Regions from separate parts of the Arachis hypogaea genome. Here region 1 is linked to region 2. The links are chromatin contacts, called in public Hi-C maps. All regions are on one chromosome and are shown on one strand. Each heading gives the region's core, a stretch centred on a gene start, on an enhancer-like site or on the middle of the called end of the contact. The rest is flanking DNA. Distances are from core to core; before and after follow the strand shown. Region 1 holds the start of LOC112792392. Region 2 overlaps LOC112792385 (a long non-coding RNA gene).

Region 1 (3,548 bases), core at 912-3,411, 41 kb after region 2:
TAAATCTTGAGAACCAAAATAGATAATTTTAAATTTAAAAGACTAAAATAATAAAAACGGTTAATCTGAGGGATCACTTTAAAAATTTAGTCATAATTACACACTAAAAAACAATATAAAAAATAATTAGCAGAACTAATTTTTGCAATATATTTAATAACTTTACAGAGTTTGATTATTATACATTTTAAAATTTTGAGAATAAAATAAAACATCAAACATTTTACATAGTAATAAATTGCATGTTTATTTTTTTCCTTTAGAGTTTAGAGCTTAGGTTTAAAGTTATCAACATTAAATATTTAATTAGTTTTAGAAAGCTTACAATAAACACTCACCAGGAGGAACTGGATGAGTCCTTGGACCGTCATAATCAATATTATATACGATATTTTGGAGTCCTATTTACACATATCACAATTCTTATTAGCAATAGTTTGTTTAAATAATAGTTAACCAATTATCATCAGCAAATTTAAAAAGTAATATATTTTGAATCTATTATTTAAAAAATATTTAAACACATAAATTTAATTAAATAACTGTATAAAACTATATAACATTGACCATCATGTCCAGGAGAAAATGGACCATCAGAATCTGACGAGTTGATCTTGCTATTTGCTTTTCCTGTTAAAAATTATTCCAAACCTTAGTAATGATAGTAATTAGTAGTAATTAGTAATATATATATATATATATATATATATATATATATATATAATGTATATTTTATATTGAAAACTGATTTTAGTGATTGATTTTACTATATATTTAATATAGTTATTTTATTTTAATCAGTGCACTTAGGACATTAATTATCAAAATCCTAAAAGCTAGAGTTCCTATATTTAACATTAGATGCATCAAAAATAAAGATTTAAAGAAGTCTGTAATTAAATTTAGCATGTGATAATACATACTAAACGATATAATTTCTCTTTTAATTTCCGAAAAATATAAATTGTTTAACAAAAAAAAAGACCCACCTAATGGAGGAGGAAAAGCACGAGTCCTTGGTCCCTCATGAGGTGTGTTGTATAGGCTATTTTGTTTTCCTGTCAAAAATCGTTTCAAATTTCCAGCTCTCAACATTATTTGTTCAAATTAATGAGCCAAACATCAGTGAAGGAATAAAATAGGAGTAATACTAGTGAACAAATCCTATATTAGTTTATTTCATCTAATACTATAATGTATTATTAAATAACTCTATTATAAAATTTACTAAAAATTAGTAGTTAATTATTGAACTGGAATTACCGATATTTTTTCATTTCAGATATTCTTATCATTTTCTTATTTTTAAGAGTTTTAAATTTTTTTTCTTATATTAAAGGTTGATTGTAATGTTGGCACTCAAAATTTTCTCGTAAAATAGGACTTAGCATTATTGTCTGCAATTAGTGTGCATGTAATAAAACATACTCAAATACTTTTTTTTAATTATTCTATTAGTTTTTATAATTTTATTAAATTTTTAATAATTAAATTTTTATATTTTTTTAGTTAGATTCTTACATTGTTTTTAATTTTATAATTAGATTTTTTTTACGGTAAAAAGTATTAGAGTTAACTAAATATTTCTTCACAAATTAAAGGTATTCATAATTAAAAATCTAATTAGATCTTTGACCACATGTATTTGAAAAAAATATTTTATTAATTTTAACGTTTTTTATATAAAAAAAACCTAATTATAAAATTAAAAACGATATAGAAACTCAATTTAAAAAAAAATTGTAAAAAACTAATTAAAAATTTAGTAAAACTATAAAAATCAATAAAATAATTAAAACATTTAATTTTAAATTTTACTAGAAGCTATATAATTGATTTAACCGGAAAATTAAATCAATTATATATATACATGGAAGATGATGGTGTCTTTATCTTTGGTTTAACTTAAGGAAAGAAAGAAAGCTTAGATTACCTTCTGGTATGGTTCTTGCAGAACACATGAACGCAGAGATAAGCAAAACGGAGACAAAAAAGAGGGAAGTGGAAGCCATCAATCTTCCTCAGTTTCCTAACTAAGCTTTGATGTCTATAGATAAATACACAACTGTCCTATCATCTATTTATAATAAACTTATAAATGAGTAATTGTATTTACTTCAATTTCTTTTTAAAAAAATTAATAATTTCTCTTAATTAAATTAAATAAGATAACACTCAATATTGTTCTACTATACTCACCAAAATAACCAAAAAAATATGACTCTAATTTTCTATATAAATATAAATATATATAGATATAGACATAATAAATTAATAGGGATCACTCAAATAAAGATGTTTACTTTATCTTTTATTAAAGATATTTTTGTGTGCATTTTAATTAGTTTTTTATAATTTATTCAGTGTTCCTCATTACATATTATTAAATTTTTTAAAAGATTTTCTTTCCAAAACTAATAAAAAACATTTAAATTGGATTAAAACAAAAAAAGTAATAAATTAATTATTAGATTTTTTTCTAAAATTATTTATATAAAAAATAATTAATTTATATTCATGTGATATATAAAATAATTATTATATTATATTATAAATTAAAATTTATTAATTTAAATTTGTTGTCATTTTTAATATAAGTATTAAAAATAAATAAAATTTTTATAATTAGATGTAGCCTAAGAAAATATATATAATATTAATTAATTTAAAAAAAAGTATGAAAAATTTCTAAAAAAATTATAAAATATTTTGAAAAAAGTAAACATAAAAAGTGTTCATAGAAGTAAATATGTTTAAAAATAAATTTTTAAATATTTTTTATGTTATAAATATATTTGATATCCGATCTAAATATAAAAAGTGTTGATATCGAATTCGATCTGATAAATTTAGTGTGGATTATATCGAAATTTTAGTCATATCTGATTTACGAACACTTTAAACAATAATAATTAAAAAAATTATAATGATTATACTTTTAATTAAGAGGAAGTCCCAAAAAAAGTACTAAATAAAAGAACAATTTAATCAAATATTTAAAAAAATTACTTTAAATTAGTTGGACTATATATATATATATATATATATAATGTAATAATAATAATATGGTAATTATTTTATATATCACACAAATATAAGATTTTGTAAGTCCTTAGTCCTGTTATTTATTTATTTTTGTATTAGCCCTCCTGTTATCGATTTGATTCATATATAATTCAGATGATAAATTATTTAGTGATGTGCTTCTTCTTTTACTGTGACATACTTCTTTATTATTATTATTATTATTATTATTATTATTATTATTATTATTATGCACATTCAAAAATTCATAGATAAAGTGAAAAACCATGAAGTGCAACCATAACTTTAAAAATAACAAGGCCAAATTATTGTCATAACATAATAGAAGTATAGAAGTTTATCATTTTTTTCTAATTGAGAGAATAAACTTTTAATAGTTTATTTATTATTTTACAGAATAAAAATAAATTTTAGTACGAGTTTAATATTTTTATTCATCATAAAATATTTATAGAATTATTCATAGATAAATTTTAGAAAAAAGAAAAAAAGGCATGATTTTT
Region 2 (3,348 bases), core at 694-3,193:
CGAAGAGAATTGTGATTATTTAATTTGAATTTTAGTTCTCTTCATAATTTTTTTTGTCTTTCCTACGCATGTAGAGAAGTGAAAGGTATCATAAATTTATAATCCAAGTAAAGGAAACGTGCTGCATAACTAACTTCACTAATTTACTGGCTGAAGTTCCAACTGAAACTTTTTCTCAGTGGTCTAGGAACTTTTGGACTACTTGGTGGTCTAAGTACTACGTAGTTTTTGAACTAATTTTAATTACAAATCAACCTCATATATTTAAAATAGAATAATCATGTAATTAATTGTCTATTTTTATTTCAGTGGCGCAAAACCAGAAGACAAACAGATTAAATTTAAAATAGAATAATCATGTAATTAATTGTCTGTTTTTTATTTTATGTGCTTTTTAGTTTCTTGTATGTAACATGCATTAGTTGTAGCATGCGGAGTAAAGGTGAATTTATAAATTTTCAGTGTACAGTTTCATTTCAAGATTGGGTACCATTACCAATTGATTGAAATTGGCAAAACATTCAACTTCGTCACCTTCCAATCGATTGAATTTGGCTAAAACTTCAATGTCATCACTTTCCAATCGATTGTATTTGGTAAATCCATGTTGTTTTCGTAACAACAACAATCGATTGTTTTGAGGCATTCATTCGATTGGAAAGTATAAACAATCGATTGGTATAAGCTTTTTACCATTCTACCTTACAACTTTCAATCGATTGTTGTGTGATATAGTGTAAACCAATCGATTGTTTTGAAAAACCAATCGATTGAATTTCAAGGAAACACGATTTGGAAGCCATGGACGAACGTAACGAGATCAAAGTTAATTATTTAATCAATTGGAATTATTAGGATGAATGGAGGATATAATTGGTTGTTATTTTTGTATTTGATTGTTAATAAATATAATAGATAATTGATAAAATAATAATTTATATAATAAAAACTATTTTTATAATTAAATAAAATATATGAGGTTGATTTGTAATTAAAATTAGTTCAAGGACTACGTAGCAATTGATAAAAAAACTCTAAAAACATGTTTTCTACTTGGACCACTAAGTGATCCAAAGGTTCCTGAACCATCGAATCCTGTGCCGTATTTCATCACTATTCCTTCCATTAAGAAGAATTTTAATTTTAAGTTATAATTTTTATAAATTCTTCAACTAACGAATAATAATTTTTTTGTATTATATTATATCTTGCATAAGTATGAACATATTAAGCAACATTACTAAAACATTAAATGAGTTAATTAACATACTTTAAATGTGTTAATTAAAATCAGAAGAATCTTAATTATTAGACTTTAAATTTTAGATATCTAAATATATTAAAGTTAATTTTTATATTTTTTTCATATTATTTTTATTCTCATTACTAAAAATATTTGAGTCCGTTAAAACACACATTTCAATTAAGCATATAGAACTGATTTAAACTAAAGATAAATTATTATGTCAAATAAAAAAAAAACAGAGATGAGAGAGATAGATTAGGAATAAAATAATCATTTTATATATGTACATCTAAATTAAAATCAAATAATTTCCATCTAAATCCCATTCAAAGAAAGATATGATTATTTAAAATCACAAAAGGATAGAATTTGAATTTGAGAAATCAATTCAAAATTCTGATCACTATGACTAAGAATTTTTTTATCATTATTCCAAGTTGTTTGAGACACAAAACAATTTAATTATTTCCATAAAATTTATGTTTCAAATACACACTACCATACTAATAGAACTCCAAATTGCCAGCACCACAACATGTCACAATAAATTTTAAAATTATATATATTATAATTATAATAAATAGATATTTATGATAAGATGGCTAATAAAAATCTCAGCCTTTTCGGTTTCTTCCCACATGGGAATGCTCTCTACCACCAGCTTTGTTGAAAGCAGGATCATGCCCATGATTTGCTGTTGGCTCACCATAGTCTTCAAGGTTTATTGTCAATAATGACCTCCCACCAGTGTCCGAACCTTCATATTCTGTAATTAAAAAATTAATAAATGTATTTTACCAAAATGTCCCAGTTGAGGTAATATATAATTATATATGTGCTTTAACTTTTTAATGGTTAGTTAAATCTTTTATTTTTCAATGTATTTTTATAAAATACATAATAATAATTATAAAAGAAAACAATGACTAGTTAAAAGGTGATTATATTATGTGTGTTCACATGTACCGTAGGAATTGTATACTATTACAAGCAACATTGATTATTCATTTATTAAGTGTGTGATTATTCTATTAAGCCAAATTTGATCATTTTGATGGTTTAATATAATTTCACTGAAGCAATGTGTGATAAATGCATGACTGATTTTTAATGTATATAAAATATTTTTGTTAGTTTAAGACTTGATCTTTTTTAAGAGGTGTATGATAAATAAAAAAATTATATGATTTTGCTTGTAACTTTTAAAAGTTAAAATTACTTTTAAAAATATCAAAAAGTATATTTTTAAAGTTAATTTATATTTATCAAAATTAAAAAGTCTAATACAATCTTTTAAATTTATAAATTTTAAAATTCACTCTTATATATTTATATAAGTATATTATATATGATCATTTAAAATTTTAAAAATTATTTTATTAATAAACACAATTATTATTACTTATACTTATTGAAATTATTTTTAAGTTTGATTTATTAAATATAAATATTATAATCTTTAAAAAAATATTTTTTAAAAGTCAATTTTAACAAGTTATTTTCAAAAAGTTTTATTAAATTGCCATATTCATGAGAATTTTAGAAACGTTCATAACACCTCCGCAAATCTCCTCTTTTCTAACTCTTTCAAACTAAAAAGTTTCTATCGTATTTTAATTTAATTTATCGTTTTATTCTTACTTTGTTGTTGTATACCATTATATCTATACATGTTAATTCAAATGCATTATTTCAAGAATAAAATTATAAATATTTAATAAATTCATCGACAAATAAAAGTTTAAATACTGTAGTTAGACGGTCCATTCTTTTATTAGAAAAGATTAAAGAATACATCTACACGATATTCCACGTTTATGTTCAGTCATTTGGCAACAAGGCATATATTAATTTATAACTTGGAAATAAGAAAGGCACAGATTGTAGAAATTCAATGGTATCTCCAGCTGTCAAGGCAACATGAACTCTCATAGCAATATACATATAGTAATGATATATAATGATAATGATAAATTATATTATGTAAAGAGTTAAATTTTAATGTACCTTAAAACATTTTAATTTTAAAGGTTTAGTAAATATGTTCTCTAAAAGTACCTGATAAAATTATAAATTGAGAAAGTATTTATAAAAAATATACA

What was found. A called contact is a pair of places that touch in the nucleus more often than the background predicts.
Region 1: a contact with region 2 is called in a Hi-C map of leaf, with 1.9 times the contacts expected there. The contact joins the promoter of LOC112792392 here to the enhancer-like site in region 2. A contact is called at or near these places in 2 of 8 Hi-C or Micro-C datasets (both in leaf).

Annotation. Positions count from the first base shown.
Region 1 is chr1:6,157,147-6,160,694 of arahy.Tifrunner.gnm2.J5K5, forward strand. LOC112792392 reads right to left here and starts at 2,162. Exons shown (of 4, transcript XM_029297114.2): 1 at 1,934-2,162; 2 at 568-630; 3 at 326-401. The coding sequence starts at 2,012.
Region 2 is chr1:6,115,933-6,119,280 of arahy.Tifrunner.gnm2.J5K5, forward strand. LOC112792385 (a long non-coding RNA gene) reads right to left here. Exons shown (of 2, transcript XR_003197421.2): 2 at 1,642-2,012. Among protein-coding and RNA genes, the nearest start is that of LOC112792385, 3.1 kb to the right of the region's middle. Within about 2 kb of position 1,944, at least 1 of the 3 cell types and tissues checked has open chromatin away from gene starts, as enhancers often do.